Regions from separate parts of the Hordeum vulgare genome. Here region 1 is linked to region 2. The links are chromatin contacts, called in public Hi-C maps. All regions are on one chromosome and are shown on one strand. The core of a region is the stretch at or near the end of the contact, and the rest is flanking DNA. Distances in the headings are between cores, read along the strand shown.

Evidence for each region. Hi-C and Micro-C count contacts between places; a contact is called where the count stands out from the background.
Region 1: a contact with region 2 is called in a Hi-C map of leaf, with 7 times the contacts expected there. The contact joins the promoter of LOC123404817 here to the promoter of LOC123401682 in region 2. A contact is called at or near these places in 3 of 6 Hi-C or Micro-C datasets (leaf and seedling) and 1 of 1 datasets of contacts at active chromatin or transcription factors (embryo).

Annotation. Positions count from the first base shown.
Region 1 is chr6H:455,588,297-455,592,304 of MorexV3_pseudomolecules_assembly, reverse strand. LOC123404817 (ATPase family AAA domain-containing protein 3-B-like) reads right to left here and starts at 1,744. Exons shown (of 7, transcript XM_045098763.1): 1 at 1,356-1,744; 2 at 1,178-1,273; 3 at 121-541. The coding sequence starts at 1,691.
Region 2 is chr6H:455,428,874-455,432,610 of MorexV3_pseudomolecules_assembly, reverse strand. LOC123401682 (pentatricopeptide repeat-containing protein At1g31920) reads left to right here and starts at 1,338. Exons shown (of 1, transcript XM_045095531.1): 1 at 1,338-3,634. The coding sequence starts at 1,463. The coding sequence ends at 3,541.

The DNA.
Region 1 (4,008 bases), core at 495-2,994, 160 kb before region 2:
TATTTCTAGACAGAGCAAGTGATACAAACATGTAGAAATAGCTTATAGTAGAAATGACATCCAAGAAATTCACATGTTTATTCGGTAAGCATGTTGAGATAGCAACTTGCTAAGGTATACCTCCTATATGCTCAAAAGTTGTATTTATTGCTTGGACCCACTTCTCCCGCTCGGCATTTGCCTTCTCAATAAGCAATCGCCGATTCACTTCTTCAGACAGTGTCAGTTCAAGTGCTTTGGCCTCCGCCTCTGCCATTTTTTGCTGTCTGGTAGTCTCCTGGTCTATAAGTGCTTTTTCCTTCTCTGTCCGTCTCCGTAGTTCATTGATTTCCTCTTCACTCTGGCGTCTTAGCTGCTCTAGCTTAATTGCAGATTGTTCTTGCATATTCACGAGCTCCTGGTTTCTTGCCCTCTGTGCCTCATGCTCATGCTGTGCTCTCTTCCTTCGTAGCTCATCCTCATATCGAGCTACTTGTGCCTTTATTTCAGCTTGACTTTGCGCAAGTTTTTTCTTCTCTTCATACTCTACACGTGTCCTCTCCTGCAAATGCGATAAAATGCAACATGCCACATAAATACACAAATATACAAAAGACAAAATTTAGCACTGCAGATTTATGTTTAGTAAAATACATATAAATGGGCATGATCTGAAACATTTACGACATGTAATGAATAGGATGCGGTAGAACTTGATTACAGTCAAGCAGTTGGTCTCTACAGGATTAAGTAGCAAACATATATATGCCCTCTCGCAATTAAGTACCAAAAACTATCGGGAAGCAAGAGAATAGTACATAAATAGCAGTTTCTTTTTCGTGTGTGTGTGCCACTGAAAGATCAGCGGTTCTTGCTTGTGGCATCCCCTAGCTCATTGAAGAGTACACCTCGGACCTGAGTTTTCTTCTCCTTTTTTTCAATTCTTGGATAACATAGTAAATTGCATATGCCCCTTGCTTGGTCTAGACTATCGCTATACAACTAACAAGTAAAATGGAACGGAAAGTACTAGCAGGAATGTACACCGAAATCGTCCCCTCGTGATATTGAAATGCCTGAAGACGTTGTGAAGATATTTGCCAACTTTTGCAACAGTGTGATCCTAATGCCAATTCGTTCAAAGGATTGTGACCAACGAAGTAAGAACAAACAATGAGATGACAGAAAGTTATCTCACAAGCTCGATCTGGGCGGCCTCCTTCTGGTAGTCGGCCTTCTTTGCAGCGAACTCCGCTTGCCGCGTCTCCTCCCGCTTGTTAGCATGGGCGAACGCCTGCACAACCATGGGTCGACGTCAGAACCCACAGACAACAGCCTCCGAACTGAACCTCCCACCCACCCCTCGGAGAACCTACCTTTTTGACATCAGTATCAGGTCTCAATTCGAATTGGCGCAGCAGCTCGACCGCGCGCTCCAGCGCGTCGGGATCGAACCCCGCGGCGGTGGTGCGCGGGTTGTCGTTCCGGGGCTTGGGAGGGGCCTCCTCCGCGGCCGCCGCGGCGGGCGGCGGCGCGGCGGGGGCCGCAGCGGGGGCGGGGGAGGAGGAGGAGAAGCCGGGGAAGCGGAACCCCGAGCCGCCCTCCGCGTTCACCTTCTGGGAGGACGCGGCGAAGGCCGCCCCGGCGGAGAGGACGGCGGCCCCGACCTTCGCGGCGGCGGCGGCCCCGACCTTCGCGGCGGCGGCGGCCATGGCTCTGGTGGGGGGTTTGCGGGTGTAGTAGGGTTTAACGGGGTCCGCCGGTTCGATCGGGAAGGTTGTGGGAGATGCGTGCGTATTTGTGCGTGTTTGGACGGCGCCTCTCCAGCTCGGCTTGCGGCCCAAGAAGATGGGACTGCTCTTTTCGTTCTCCCTTTTCCTTTTTATTTTTTCTTCCTCAAGGCGCTCCTCTCTCTGTTTTCTTGGTGCGGAAGACGGGCTTCGCCGTCGGATATTTCTGGCTTCCTTTATTTACTGCGTCATCGAAGGCCCCAGATGCTTCATTACTCGAAGTCGTGGCATATGGCATCTTACACACAGGACCCTAAGGAACAAGAAATGACAAACGGGTCACAAAAACTAACAAACATGACCCTTGATGGAAAATGAAAACACGTTCGGGTCAAATGCTACATTACGATGGCGCCATGTTGACCATGGGGATGGGCCCCCTTGGTGCACGAGACTTCTATAGTTGCTCCTAGTAGATGTCGTGTTGAGGCAATATTGTCTTCCATATGATATCATTACCAAGAGGAATTGTCTTCCATATGATATCATTACCAAGAGGAATGATCCTAGTCGTCCTTCGACTCGAGGATGCAACAAGACGTTAGAGGACGTCGGCCAGCCATCTTAGGTGTCGTGGCTCTTTTAAATCCATCATTGATGGTGTCCTCAATCCATAGTTCAAAATACCAAACTTGTGGTTGAACTGATGATGTTGACAGTTTAGGTTTTCATCCGTTGGACCAGCGTTTCATAATTTCATTGGCTGGGCTTTTAGGCCATAAACATATGTCAAATGAATTCCCCGTCTCCTGGGGGCATCTATGCTCCGCGACGTTGCCTGCCTAGCGTGCTCCACGCCGTTCGATCTAGCCCTTCAGTGGAGAACTTGGAAATTTTGTGTGCAAAACTTGGGAGTGATAATGCAAAACTATGTTACTTTTCCATATCAGTTATATAAACTAAACAAAGTGTAGCATGTTCTTTTACAAAATTGATGTGTTTATATAAGCTTGATATGTTGTTGTTCAACTATGAAATATGTTGGTTCCTCTAGTCCTCACTATTTTCGATAATATATTCTTATTTAATGGAACAAACATTATATGACGTATGGTTGCATACTAGGTGGGCTGGCTCGCATCGGCACGAGCCTTGAAGCAGTCCGGAGCCTGCCTCGCTAGAAACCCTTAAATCGACAGTTTCCATCGAGTCAGAGTGAGTGCGATGCAAAGGGGATGCAGCTCGCACGCGAGGGGCAAGGCGAAATTGATTGTGGATGGCGTGAGATGGAAATCGGGCGCGACGGGATGACGCCAAATCTAGCCTCACCCCTGATATGTCTCCAATGTATATATTTTTTCATGCTATTGTATTATCAATCTTGGATACTTTATAAGCATTTATATGCTATTTTATATCATCCTAGGGACTAACCAATAAAACCAGTGCCCAGTGTCAGTTCCTATTTTTTGCTAGTTTTTTCTTTTACAAAAAATCAATACCAAACGGAGTCCAAACACGATAAAACTTTACGATGATTTTTCCTTGACCAAAAGAGATCCAAAAAGCTTCGGGAGGAGGCCAGAAGAGCCACGAGGTGGCCAGAAGCTTGGAGGTATGATACGTCTCCAACGTATCGATAATTTATGAAGTATCCATGCCATAATTACAACTAACCCAGACTGGCATTGTTTTCAGTAGAATTACCATGGTTTTGATTTTTTGCAAAAAATAAAAGTTCTTGGAATCGCCCAAAACTTTTTGACAATTTTTCTGGGGAAAATAATAAATACCGGAGCGAAGAACCACTAGAGGGGGCCACCTGTGGGCCATAAGCAAAAAGGGCGTGCCCACCCCCTGGGCGCGCCCTGTTAGCTTGTGGGGCCCATGTGGCTCCGGCTGACGTGATTCCAATGCTGAAATTTCCTATAAATCCCAAAACCCCAGAAATTTAACCTAGAACTTCCGCTCCGTCACCGCAAGCCTCTATACCGAAGAAAACTCATCTGGAGCCCTATTCTGGCACCCTGCCGGTGTTGGAAATATGACCTAAGGCAATATTAAAGTAGTTATTATTATATTTCCTTGTTCATGGTAATCGTTTATTATCCATGCTAGAATTGTATTGAATGGAAACTCAAATACATGTGTGGATACATAGACAACACACTGTCCCTAGTGAGCCTCTAATGGACTAGCTTGTTGATCAAATATGGTCAAGGTTTCCTCGCCATAGGCATGAGTTGTCATTTGATAACGGTATCACATCATTAGGAGAATGATGTGATGGACAAGACCC
Region 2 (3,737 bases), core at 89-2,588:
TCTGTTTTATTTAATACTCTAGATGCATGCTTGATAGCCGTCTATGGATGAAGTAATAGTAATAAGTGCACACGGGAGTCGGTCTATTTGCTTATGGACGTGGTGCCTATATACAACTACTGGTGTGGTCAATTTATACATATTTTTCTGTGTTTTATGATTAATAATAAAATACTTTTACTTTCTAAAAATGTTACAAATTTTGAGATTAATAATGAATAAAATATATTTATAAAAATTAAATATGCATGCACCAAAATCTAAAAAGGTCTCACGTATACCAAAAATGTTTGCCTCATTTTTTTGAACCATGAACCATAGAACAATTGTTTGCCACATATTTAAAAATATAGTCCTACATACGAAAGAATGTTCATATTTTTAAAATTCACATGTACGAGTGAATTGTTCGTCTATGTTAGAATATGTGTTTATATAATTTCAGAATGTTTACATATATTCCTCCGAAAGGCAAATAAAAAACAAATAAAAATAAGAGTGTGTCTATGACTTAAATAGATGTGACATTACTATATCACATATAAATAAAACATGAATGAGCAGCATTTCACTGTATGGCACAGTAAGATATTTTCAAAAAGGAGTTGATGTATGTTTTTTTGGAAATAATGATCTTAGTTGATGTTCATAGCCGTTAGATAGATATATCCACTTCCTGTATAAACAAACATAAGACATTTTGTTTACAAAGGTAGTATTTTTCTTGTGACTTTGGTTTCGCACGGAATCTTTAAAGTTAGCCCACATGGTTCTTGGCGTCGAGCACACCTGGACATGAAAGTAGCATTAAACTAATATAAGAATATTTCAAAAAATTATGAAATTTTGGGATATCAAACCTGGTTATCCGCTGTACACCTGTGTCCATTTTGTTGAGTAAACATTGTCCGTGGTACTCCCTGCACTGGAATTACGATATGACCGACAATACATTCAACTTTTTTTTCTCTACATATGGATTTTTCTTGTCTTTTCTACTAGTATTACCATGGGCATCCATTTCCCACGAAACTAAACAGTGTACAACGGACAACATGTTTCATTTTTCAAAATTTCACAAAATTTTGAAATTTTCTAATACTTTTTAGTGCTACATTCATACAGGGGTGTGTGGCACCGAGAGCCACAAATCCTCTTCCCCTGCTTGGTAAGCTACCGAAAATTTGCTACTCATATTAATGACAATGTACTGAAAAACTGAAATAATCATGAAAGATCCAAATCCAAAATCTATTCCAAGGATAGATCTGAGTCCTAAGTAACACGAGCTATTAATCAGACCTTGAGAGTATGGCCCCGGCTGCCATCCTGTCGCAGCGTCGCTGCTTGCCCAGTTGGCCGGGCAATGGACCTTATCCTCTGCCTAATGATGCCGTGACAGCATCGATTCTGCCCATCTGCCATTTGTCCGCTCCATACCCTGGATGACACTCCACAGCCCATGAAAATCCCACCACCGCTTCCCAGCCACGAAATCCTTCCACCCCGCGCAGTTCCATCCCCGCATCGAGTGAACAACGAGGAATCTCGAGAGGGACGTGGGATTTTCACTCTTCGCGGTAACCAATTCGTGTGGACGCCCGAGCTCCATGTTAGCCACTCGTTCGCTGTTCGGCGATGGTACGGTCTCACTCTCATCGCCCGCGCTGTCCCGCACGCCGATGGTAGTGCCATGGTGGGAGGTCTAGTGCTCCCCCAGCCGCAGCACCACGCCGCCACGCCAAGAACCGCCGCCCCGGCGCCGGCCACGACGACGCAGCCGCTGGAGCCGGCGCCATGCTGCGCCACGGTCTCGGCGCGGCCCGTGCGTGGCCTGGACGAGGTCAGGAAGGCGCACGTGGCGAACATCAAGCTCGGCCTCGACCGCTCCCCTCCGCACCTGCGGCCGCTCCTCGCCGCGTGCGCGCTCGGGGAGTGGCCGGGCAGCATGGAGTACGCGGCGGCCATCTTCGCCACGCTCGACGAGCCGGAGGCGTTCGACTACAACACACTGATGCGCGGCCACGTCGTCGGTGGCCGCGACCCCGCGGCCGCTCTGCGGCTGTACGTCGACATGCTGCACAACGACGTCGTGCCCGACGGCTACACGTTCCCGTTCGTCCTCAAGGCGTGCGCGCAGCTCTTGGCATTTCGGCAAGGGAGGCAGCTGCAGGGACATGCCATGAAGCTCGGGTTCCTCGAGCACGACGAGCACGCGCAGAACAGCCTCATCAGCTTCTACGGCAAGTGCGGCGAGCCGGAGCTGGCGCGCCGGGCGTTCGAGCAGATGGAGGCCGGGGAGAGGACGGCGGCGTCCTGGAGCGCGCTGCTCGCGGCGTACACGAAGGCGGGGCGGTGGGCTGATTGCCTCGAGTCGTTTGGCGCGATGGTGCGCGACGGGTGGAGGCCCGATGAGAGCTCCATGGTGAGCGCGCTCTCGGCGTGCGCGCACCTGGGCGCCTACGACGTCGGCCGGAGCGTCCACGGCGCGCTGCTCAGGAATACCGTGACGCTGAACACGTTCATGGAGACCTCCCTGGTGGATATGTACGCCAAGTGCGGCTGCATCGAGAAGGCGACGGCTGTGTTCGACGGCATGGACGGCAAGAAGAACGAGTGGACGTACAGCGCCATGGTGTCCGGCTTGGCGTTGCACGGGGACGGGCGTAAAGCGCTGAAGGTGTTCGACGCGATGATCAGTGAGGGACACAAGCCCGACGAGGCCGTGTACGTCGGCGTGCTGAACGCGTGCAGCCGCTCGGGGCTACTCGAGGAAGGCCTCCGGTGCTTCGACCGGATGCGGCTTGAGCGCAAGGTGGCTCCCAACGCGCAGCACTACGGCTGCATGGTGGACCTCATGGCCCGCGCCGGGAGGATGGACGAGGCGCGCGAGCTCATCGGGAGCATGCCCACGGGTCCCACGGACACGGCCTGGCGGAGCCTGCTGAACGCCTGCCGGATCCACGGCGACATCGAGCTCGCCGATCGCGCGCTGCAGGAGCTGGCGCGCCTTGGCGGCGCCGTCAACGCCGGCGACTACATAATCCTCGCGGATATGCACGCCAAGGCCAAGAACTGGGAAGAGGCGGTCGCGCTCCGGACGGAGGCGGTGCACAGGGGCCTAGCACAGGCGCCGGGGTTCAGCGCCGTGGAGGTGCACGGCAAGATGCACCGGTTCACGTCGCAGGACCGGTCGCACCCCCGGACGGCCGACATCTACGAGATGCTCCACCAGATGGAGTGGCAGCTGCGGTTCGAGGGCTACAAGCCCGACACGTCGGAGGTGGCGCTGGAAGCCGACGACGAGGAGAAGCGGCGCGCCGTCGCCGCGCACAGCCAGAAGCTGGCCATGGCGTTCGGGCTGCTCAGCACGCCGGAGGGGACTCCGGTGAGGGTCGTCACCAACCTCCGTATGAGCAAGGAGTGCCACGCCTACAGCGCGCTGATATCAGAGATCTTCGGGAGGGAGGTCGTCGTCAGGGACCGGAACCGTTTCCACCGGTTCAGGCGTGGCGGCTGCAGCTGCGGGAACTACTGGTAGCGCCAGGCATTAGCTGTGAACTGTATCAGATTCAGATGGGATGGTGTAAATATGAGCAATCGAATTTTCATGCAAGCGTATGCGATTGATTTATTTGTTGTGAATGGATTATATGGTGTAGATCAGTGCAGCAACGTGTGTGATGCTAACATGTTTTATTTGCACACAGGTTAGTTTTCCGGATTCGCTATTCCAC